Linked DNA regions of Sus scrofa: region 1 is linked to region 2. The links are chromatin contacts, called in public HiChIP or PLAC-seq maps. All regions are on one chromosome and are shown on one strand. Each heading gives the region's core, a stretch centred on a gene start, on an enhancer-like site or on the middle of the called end of the contact. The rest is flanking DNA. Distances are from core to core; before and after follow the strand shown.

The links. HiChIP or PLAC-seq counts read pairs in DNA pulled down with a chosen protein or histone mark.
Region 1: an H3K27ac HiChIP or PLAC-seq map of skeletal muscle shows a contact between it and region 2, with 5 times the contacts expected there. The contact joins two enhancer-like sites. A contact is called at or near these places in 1 of 47 Hi-C or Micro-C datasets (embryonic fibroblasts) and 1 of 2 datasets of contacts at active chromatin or transcription factors (skeletal muscle).

Annotation. Positions count from the first base shown.
Region 1 is chr11:7,501,682-7,506,285 of Sscrofa11.1, reverse strand. The region is part of intron 1 of LOC106505256 (a long non-coding RNA gene); the gene reads left to right. Among named protein-coding and RNA genes, the nearest start is that of MEDAG, 41 kb to the left of the region's middle. Within about 2 kb of position 1,250, at least 2 of the 83 cell types and tissues checked have an H3K27ac peak or open chromatin away from gene starts, as enhancers often do. A contact at or near this core is called in skeletal muscle, where this site is marked.
Region 2 is chr11:6,954,207-6,958,710 of Sscrofa11.1, reverse strand. All of the region lies in intron 2 of LOC106505250 (a long non-coding RNA gene), which reads left to right. Among named protein-coding and RNA genes, the nearest start is that of KATNAL1, 110 kb to the left of the region's middle. Within about 2 kb of position 3,015, at least 9 of the 83 cell types and tissues checked have an H3K27ac peak or open chromatin away from gene starts, as enhancers often do. A contact at or near this core is called in skeletal muscle, where this site is marked.

The sequences.
Region 1 (4,604 bases), core at 1-2,500, 550 kb before region 2:
GAGACGAAGTGTGAAATAAAGTGTGCTCTTTCACAGGTGTGAGCTCAGGCCAGCCTCACACAACCTGTGGAAGGGACGGAAAACATGGATCTTCTGCCACGTGAAGTGGAAACTGAAGCTCCGAGAGGTTGGAGCCTTGCCTTAGGTCACCCAGCTGGTCCATTCTGGAACCTGCCTTGGCATCGTTCTCCTGGTTCATTTGCCTGTTCCTCTGCAGTGGAGGCCCTTGACCTTGAGCTGCGTCCACCCCAGTGTTCATCCCACATGTTGGGACCACAGAACCATAAACCGCGACCACGTTCCACACGCACCCCTGGGGTCAGAGGGAAGCAGGAAAGGTGGTTCTGCACATGGCCAGGCGACGGATACCAGCTTGGTCTCCCAGGCTGCCATCTTGGGGGCTGATGGTTTAGCCAATGCTCTGGAAGATGGGAGCACACAGGCGCCCTGGTACCAACCGGGGCCCCGTCTCAGAGCAGAGGCAGGGTTGCCTGGCTTTGCCCGAAGTTTCAAGGTCTTGGGTGTAGCACCAGCAGTGGGTGGAGGTGGAGGTGGTGCTAGTGTGGGCCCCACATGCTCACCACCTCGTGGTTGACAGATCTTGGCAAGAGTGCAGGGCACAGGGAGGTGACACAAGATGCTGAGTTTGGGATTCAGGTTACTGCCGAGTGAGAGGGAGAGAGAACCGAGGGTGGAGGCCCAGGGCTTTGCACAAACTCAGCAAGGACTTTGGACCTCCAAGCCATCCAAGTGGAGGTTTGAGGCAATCCTGTCTTAAAATCCAGGGAGGCCCCCGACCAATTATCCTAATAATGAAATGAAGGCTGGAGCGTTTAAGGACTTGCCTTGAACATCAAGCTACCAGGCCAGGGCTCTCTTCCGTGATCCTGATTTGACGTGACACCAGATCACTCGGCCCTGTGAGAATTCCCCAGCCAACTCTGGTGACAGCCTGCCAGTCACAGCACAAACACCCAGTGCTCCCCACCTCGGCCTGGCCCAGCTCCCTCTATCCTGAGGCCAGTTTCTGCCAGTCTTGAGGATGTTTCCCGAGGCTAAAGGAAGGCTCATTTTCTAAAGGTTTGCCCTTGTTATGTACTTGACACAGGCCCTTGAGAATCTGCCCCCAGTTTATGGATTCTGAAGACAGGCTCCAAGGGGCGTGCGGTGAGCGCAGGTTTCCCGGGCACAGCTCTCTGGCCTCGCCTTCCCGGCCAGTGGAGGCCCTGGGCAAGGGCTTCGCTGATCAGAGCAGCAGGTTGCCTGTTCAGTCACTGGCAGCTCATCCAGCCACCGAAACCTGAGACTTACTTCCACAAGGTCATGGGGCTATTGGCCCCTTGTCAGCACCTTCCCAGAAATGGAGGGTGGAGACAAGTTCAAATCGCTCTGCAAAGTGGAAACATTCACCGCAGCCATTCAAGACTTCCTTCAACACAAGCTTACGGGGGAGGAGTGCGTGCCACGCACCCAGCCGCATGCCTGGGATGCCCTGGTGAGGGAGATGAGCACGTGGGCCCGCCCTCAAGACAGAAAAGCGGGGAGACGGGCCAGGCAGCAGCTGCACCTCAGTGGGGAACGGCTGTGCTGGGGTGGCCGGGGACCAGGCTGGCCAGGACGCACACAAGTTGGCTATGGCCAGAAGACTTGAGGGTGCCAACCATTCTCCAGAATTGGCATATTAGCGACGTCAAGGCTGTGAAGAAATTGGTTCTCTGAGAATCAAGAGTCCCAAACTACTGCAAATCCTTCAGGAAGGACCACAATGCCGACATACCTACTTCAGCTCTCATTTCTCCAAGACTCCCTGGCTGGACTTTGAATCAGAGATGCAGCTGCTGGCCACAACCACAGCCACAGCCACAGCAATGAGGGATCTGAGCCACGTCTACAACCTACACCACAGCTCACAGCAACGCTGGATCCTTAACCCACTGAGCAAAGCCAGGGATTGAACCCCGGTCCTCACGGATCCTGGCTGGGTTCATTTCTGCTGAGCCACAATGGGAACTCCCTGGGCTGGACTTCGTTTATTTTGGCTGCTCTGGTGAGGCCATGGATCAAGGCATTTAAACCACAGGTTCTGGAAACAGACAGCTCCACCTCTCACTAATGCTGCGACTTGGAGGAAATCTCCAAACTCAACATCTCTGGGCCCCAGATTCCTCGGCTGAAAAGTGGAGCTAATCGTAGAGTTGTTAGACGATGTATCAGGCTTCTCCCCCCAAACAGAACATCTCGTATATATTATGAGATTTATTCTAAAGAGGTGGCTCACACGACTATGGGGGCTGGCGAGTCAGATGCCAGGGGTCAGGCTGGAAACTAAGGCAGGAGTTGAAACTGCCGTCTTGAGGCAGGATTTCTTCTTCTCTAAGAAACCCCAGCTTTTGCTCATAAGGCCTTTTAACCATTGGATGAGGCCCATATCTTACAGAGGAGGGCCTCTCCTTTACTTAAAATCAACCAATAGTAAATATTAGCCATATCTGCAAAATACCTTCACAGTAAAGCCTAGCTTAGACTTTGATTAAATCACTGAGTACTATAACCTGGCTAAGCTGACAAAACTAACTATCCCAGAAGGATGAAGACAAGGTAAGTATAACACTTAGCCCAATCCCAGCACAGTGCTCAGTATATGGAGGCAATTCTTATTTTAATTTATTCAAAAATACTTGGGCATCTGCTGTGACTGGTGGAGGTATCTAATCTAGCTGATCACAAGAGAGATTAAAAGTACACCCAACTGGGTTGATAGAGGCAAAGCATTCCATGCAGAGTGGATAAGCAGTGAGGTCTTATTGTACAGAAGAGAACTATATCCGGTCTCTTGGGATAGACCATGATGGAAGACAACATGAGAAAAAGAATGTACATACATGTATGACTGGGTTGCTTTTCTGTACAGCAGACATTGGCACAACATGGCAAATCAACTCTAAGTTTTTAAAAAATCACAAAAAAATTGAAAGAGGAAAAAAACTACACTCAAGTACCACCAAGTGCCCAGGTCCCAATACTCTGGTCCCCTCTGAGCCAGCGTGTGACTGTTTATGCCTCAAAGCCTCTCTCTGTGCTGGCAGGAAGACAGTTCTTTATCACAAACTTTGCTGCCACAGAAGCTCTCAGTAAAGAACTCTGTAGACGCTGTGTGTGTGTGTGTGTGTGTGTATAATTATTGTAGATGATATATACAATATATATTGTGTGTATATACATAGAGAGAGAGAGCAATATTAGTGCTTTTGTTTTTAACCAGGATCTTTATCAGCATTCTCAATGCCTTAAAGGATGGCTGGATCTCACTTCTTCCAATCTAGTGAAATTCCTTTTCTCCTTATATTTTCATTGCTACAAAAACTTTTGGCTGACAAGGTAGGGGAAGCATGGGAGACTATCTGGATTTTCCATCAATAAGGCTTGGAAGTAGATCAAGATCCTATCACCACAAAACCTTCTTGGGTCTGAGATGGTCTCGTGTGGCTAAGATGGGAGCAGTTATAAGCTGAGTACAGGTTATAGATGTGGAGATGTCTGCCCTAAGCAAGGGAGGCTAAGAGGCTGCTCACAGGAGGACCACCTCGATCCTTTTGGAGAGAAGCCCTAATCCTTAACGCTTAAGGGTGCAGGCCTGTGATCAGATTTCAAGTTCAAATCTCAGCTCTGCTCCTTAAGGGCTGAATGGCTTGGGCAACTTACTGGGCTCTCTCTTTGTCCTTCAGTTTCTTCTCTTGGAAGTGGGTGACTATGGAAATGAGTCTCTAAATATGAAGTACTCGGCACATAGTCATCATTTATGTTAATTAAATTATTAGTGTTATTATTTTTACTATTCTTATTGTAAGTGGTAGAACCTGACTCAAGTAAACTTAAAGCAAAAGATTTATTAAGAAAGAAAGACACTACTTTACAGAATCAAGGAATTGGGCTTCAGAAAGGGATGAGGCAGGGCAAATCCAGGAGCCTCAGGAGAGATGGGCACTATAACCTCGAGGGCTCCCGGGACGTCCTCATGCCTTCTCACGTCTGTCCTTCTCTCTAGGTTGTTCTCAGTGATGGAAACACAGGAGTTTTCTCTCTGCTGCATGTTCATCCCTGGTTGGCTGTGGCCCAGCTCTGGCCATCTTCACCCCCTGACCCAGGTTGAGCGAGCAGCCCCTCGTTGTCAGAGCAAAGAGGAAAGGGAGCACGTGGGCCACTTAGTGATGCCCCCAAAGTGGCACCTGTCACTTTTGCTCCCACGTTTCATGGTCAAGCCTGAGAGCAACAGGGTGGAAATGCATCATCCTCCTGCAGGGACAGGAGTAAGAATCTAGCACAGACCATGAAACCATGGTAACCAGACCATGGTTAGCGGGACCAGGTGGTCAGAATGTTGTGGGAGGGGAGGCCCCTCCCAATAAAGTGAAGCTGGAAGAACCCTACACATGTTCTTCAGGGGAGTTTGATGCCACAAGGTGGCCCCAGTACACACACACACACACACACACACACACACACACACTGCAGAGGGAATATAGAGAAAAATACATAAGAAGCTGATACACCAAAGTGAGGCTCTGACTGGCCACAAGGAAGCCACATGATTGACCTGAAGTATT
Region 2 (4,504 bases), core at 1,766-4,265:
GACCCACAGGGTCCCAGACAGATTGAGAATCCGACACGTCTCAACCCATCACCGCGTTTCTTCCCAGGAGAGGGCTCTCTCACCTTGTTTCTAAGCTGTGCTGTTTGGAGGAGAAGCGAGCATTCATCAAACGAGCGGTGGACTTGCTGAGGGAAAAGCACCTTCAGGATTCACCTGCTGAGGAAACCTGCAGACAGCGAGCCTCCTTTGACTGTGCCCCTTGGTTTATGACGACACGTCCCCCAAATCCACGACCAGACCCTCCTCTCATCCTGCCTTGCTCCCTCCTGAGGAGTTCAATCCTAGACGGGCCTGGAAACATAGGTTCTCACGTCCCCAAGCATCCCAGGGAGACGTCTTTAAATGAAGCAAGCATGGAATTGCCCATCGCGGCTCAGCAGAATTGAACCTGACCGGTATCCTGGCCTCACTCAGTGGGTTAAGGATCTGGCATTGCTGTGAACTGTGGTGTAGGTCGAAGATGTGGCTCGGATCCCACATTGCCGTGGCTGTGGTGTAGTCCAGCAGCTGTACCTCCGATTCAACCCCTAGCCTGGGAACCTCCATATGCTGAGGGTGTGGCCCTAAAAAAAAAAAAGAAAAAAGACAATAAAATTAATGAAGCATAGAAGAACCGAACAATTAAAATAAAAACCTAAGCAACCTAGAAAAGCATTAAACTCCAGTAGAGACTTTCATTTCCGATATGGTGGACGAACTAGTATCATATCAACCACCTCCTTGAAAACAACTAGAAAAACCAGAAAAAGCATTTTTTACAAACTCTGTTGACAGATCAGCAAGCTCCCGCCCCGTCCTCCCCCAGCACCGATGCTGGTTTCACGGAAGCCGTCCCAGCCTTTTATTCCAGGGGTGCGTTTGTTCCCTCCTTTTTTTCCTTTAATGACATGTACTGTAGGTTGCCTGCAACTTTGAATATTTAGGCAGAATTATTTTTTCTTTACCTGGATGTTATTCTTTCTAAAAGCAGAACCATAGTTTCTCTTGATTTTCTACCCGTGCCACCAGCCTGAAGCCTGGGCCTCCCCTTGGACCCTCCAGGCTTCCTCAGCCCCCACTTATAACCAAGCCCCACCTTACCGGTGTTTCTTCAGCTACTGCCTTTCCCCAGCACCACCCCCTCTTCATTCAGGTGGCCAGCACATGCCACTCCGGGCACCTCTGACAGGTACGCGCCCGGCGGGAGAGATGCCCATCCAGCTTTCATCAGGCCAGATACTCAGCTCCCGCTAACTCTGCTCCGATGCCCATCCAGCCCTGGTCCCTCCCAAAGATAACAGCTGCCCACGAGGCCTGAAACTGTGCCCTGGGATTTCGGGGGCCCGGAGGCAGCTCTGACAGCTCTTCTGAGATCAGCAACCTGTGTTCCCCAACCGCCCCAGGTAGCAGGTCAAAGGGCACTGCTCCTGTCTGTCCGAGCAAAGGTCAGCGGGGTCGAAGGCACAGGGAGGCTCTAACCCTGGCGGAGCAGGCAGGAGCCAGCAGGGTGGGGCCAGCCCCACGCAGGCTCGGAGCTTCCTCCAGACCGCGCTGGGGGCCCAGAGCCTCTGCGTGGAGAAGCCCCTAACCCAGCCTCCGACTGTGAAACCCAGCGTGACCTTCAGCTTTCACTTTGATCTCGCACCACGGAGCCCCGCATGGCCTGCCTGCCCGTGGTCATCAGCCTCTTCCATCCTGACGCCGAGACCCTCTGTCCCGCTCTGCCTGCTTCAGTGCCCGCTGCGGGTTGTCATGACGATTCTCGCCGAGGAGCTGCTTCTGGAGAGGGAGCAGAGAAGAAACAGGAAAGCGCTTGTGGAAGCCAGGCCTGGCGGGTCTCAGGGTGGCCTCGGCGTGAGTACGTGTCGCAGGTGTCTCTCATGAGAAACCCGGATGTCTGTCCCTCCCAGCCTGGACCTGGGACCTCGGCTGTCCCCTTGTAGCAAGTCAGACATGGCTAATTACCGTCTTCATGATGAGAGTAATTGAATGTGAGCCTCACAGTCAGGTTCCCTCTGGCACGATCCTTTCGAGAGATGGTGGAGTTGTTCAGGTCAAACAGGCCACGGCTCACTTTTGGGGGGTGGTCAGCGTTATCCCGACAACAAGCCCGTTCCCTGTGCCTCTTGTCAGTGGCCGTCTGGCCTCAGTCTCAACCATGTGTCCAGAATGTGCCACTAATCCTTGCAAACAATTTATGTAAAAGGAGGAGTCAGCAGTCCAGGAGTTCCCATTGTGGCTCAGCAGGTTAAGAACCCAGTGTTGTATCTGTGAGGATGCGGGTTTGATCCCTGGCCCTGCTCCGTGGGTTAAGAGTCCGGCAGTGCCACAAGCTGTGGCACAGGTCACAGATGCGTCTTGGATCTGGTGTTTTTGTGGCTGTGGCATACGTTGGCAGCTGCAGCTCTGATTCGACTAGGATTCAGGACCAAGAATCTAGGCCAGGGTATCTCAGCCTTGGCCCTCCGGACATTTGGGGCCAGGTATTGAATTCTTCCCCATGGGGGGCGGGGGGTGTCCTGTTGAATCAGAGGAAACTTCCATTTGCCACAGGTGCTGCCGTAAAAAGAAAAAAAGCCAACAGTCCATCTCAAAGATTGCTCATTGAGTCCCCTAGCAAACAGTGGGGGGCTCAGGGGGAAGTGGCCTTCAGACATACCTCAAAGTGTCCCACGGGAGAGCCAGGCCCTGCAGCTTTATTTAGACCAGTCAAGGTGAAAAATCACAAACTGAGTAAAGTTTCTATTTTTCCCTATTTTTTTTTTCTCGCCATTAAACAAGTTCATTGCGGTAAAACTGAAAAAAATACAGAAAAGTCAAAATCATCCACGATCCTAACACCTGGATTTAATACCAAAACTGAGAAAGGAAGCATCTGCCTTGCAACTGCTTCGTCCTTGTCCCCCTGGACTTGGCAGGGGCTGTGATCAGGGAGGGAGGGGTCCAGGGGAGGCCCAAGGGCCAGCCTGGGCACAGCCGGGTGGCATCGGTGTGGCCGCTGGTCTCCCCAGGGCAGGCTCCAGGCTCTCCCCTCATCATCCTTGTCACGGGCCAGGGAACTCACCTGCTGCGTTACCAGGACCCTGGGCTGCTCGGTCGTTGGCACCCCTTCCCGACACCCCTTCCCCGTCGGCAGCAGAGAGGCAGGATCTCAGCTGTCCCAGAGATACCAGGCCCTGCTCGTGTGAAGGTTTTCTTGCTAAGCACTGCCAGGCAGCCTGCCAACATGCTGGAAAGTGAAAATAGCCAAGGTCACAGATGCTCATAATGTTTTCAGAGGCCTGACCCTTCGTGCAGCAGTGTGTGTCAAGCGTATATCCTGCGCCTGACACTGTCGTGGGCACTTGGGACACATCTGGGAAATAAGCAAAGGTCCTGGCCGCACAGCAGCTTGTGGGGGTGGGGGCGGGGCGGGTGGAGGGACAGCCGGTAACAGGCGAACGTGAATAATGGGTTAGAAGCCGCAGCGCTGTGGGACCAAGACGGCGAAGAGCAGAATGAGGGAGGCTGCAGGGGGTGGGGGGCGGGTGGATGGGATCAGCCTCCTGCGGACAAGGAGGTACCAGTCCCCGTTCACCTGCCTCTGAGGGGACGTGGGGGTTTCAAGGCCAACGCCCAGGGAAGTCCCGGCATAAGAGGCAGGGACCCTAAGAGCGGGCTGGCAGATGTCGGGGGAGATGGCTCCAGGAAACAGCCAGGCCGGTGGTTCTCAGCAAGGACTGATTTCATCCTCAGGGAACATCTGGCAAAATCTGGAGACGGTTTTGGTGGCCAAAGCTGGGGGTGGCGGGTGCTACGGCAGCTCATGGGCAGAGGGCAGGGATGCTGGGAAATGTTCCACAAGGCATAGGACACCCCGTACTCCCTGGAAAGAATTCAGTGCCTGGCCCCAAATGTCCAGAGGGCCAAGGCCGAGATACCGTGGCCTAGATTCTTGGTCCTGAATCCCTTCTGAGATGGCATTTGCCTTCTGCCTCCATTCCTGTTCCCCAATATCGTTCCTTTTCTGTTCCCTAATATAGTATATTCCTCTAATCACACCTGAAGACACAGGCCTCGCCCCCTCTTCCTCCAGAATGTGAAATGCCGGCCCCGCCAGGCCAGCAGGGCCTCCCTGACCAGACGCTGTCCCCTTCCTCTGTGCCTCTGCCCGGCCACTGTCAGTCCATCCTCCCCAGGAGGACCGTGCAGGTCACCTCCGTGTCTGTCTCCCCAGGAGCGGGCAGCTCGGTGGTGGCCTCAGGCAGGAGCTGGGTCCTCCTGCCAGGCCTGCCTCTTCCGCACCCGAGGGTGGCTGCCCAGCAGGAACCTCTGAGATCGGCCCTGGGCCCTTAGGTGTCCAGCGCTTTGAAAGAGAGAGTATATTGTGTTTATCCTTTTGCTGCACTGAGAATTTGAGACGTCGAGACATCTTCCTAATTCTCGAGAAGATAATTGGGGCCTCAGAACACAGCCCTCCCCCAGCTCCTCCCTTCAGGACCCATGGTTCCCCAACACTGTCCAC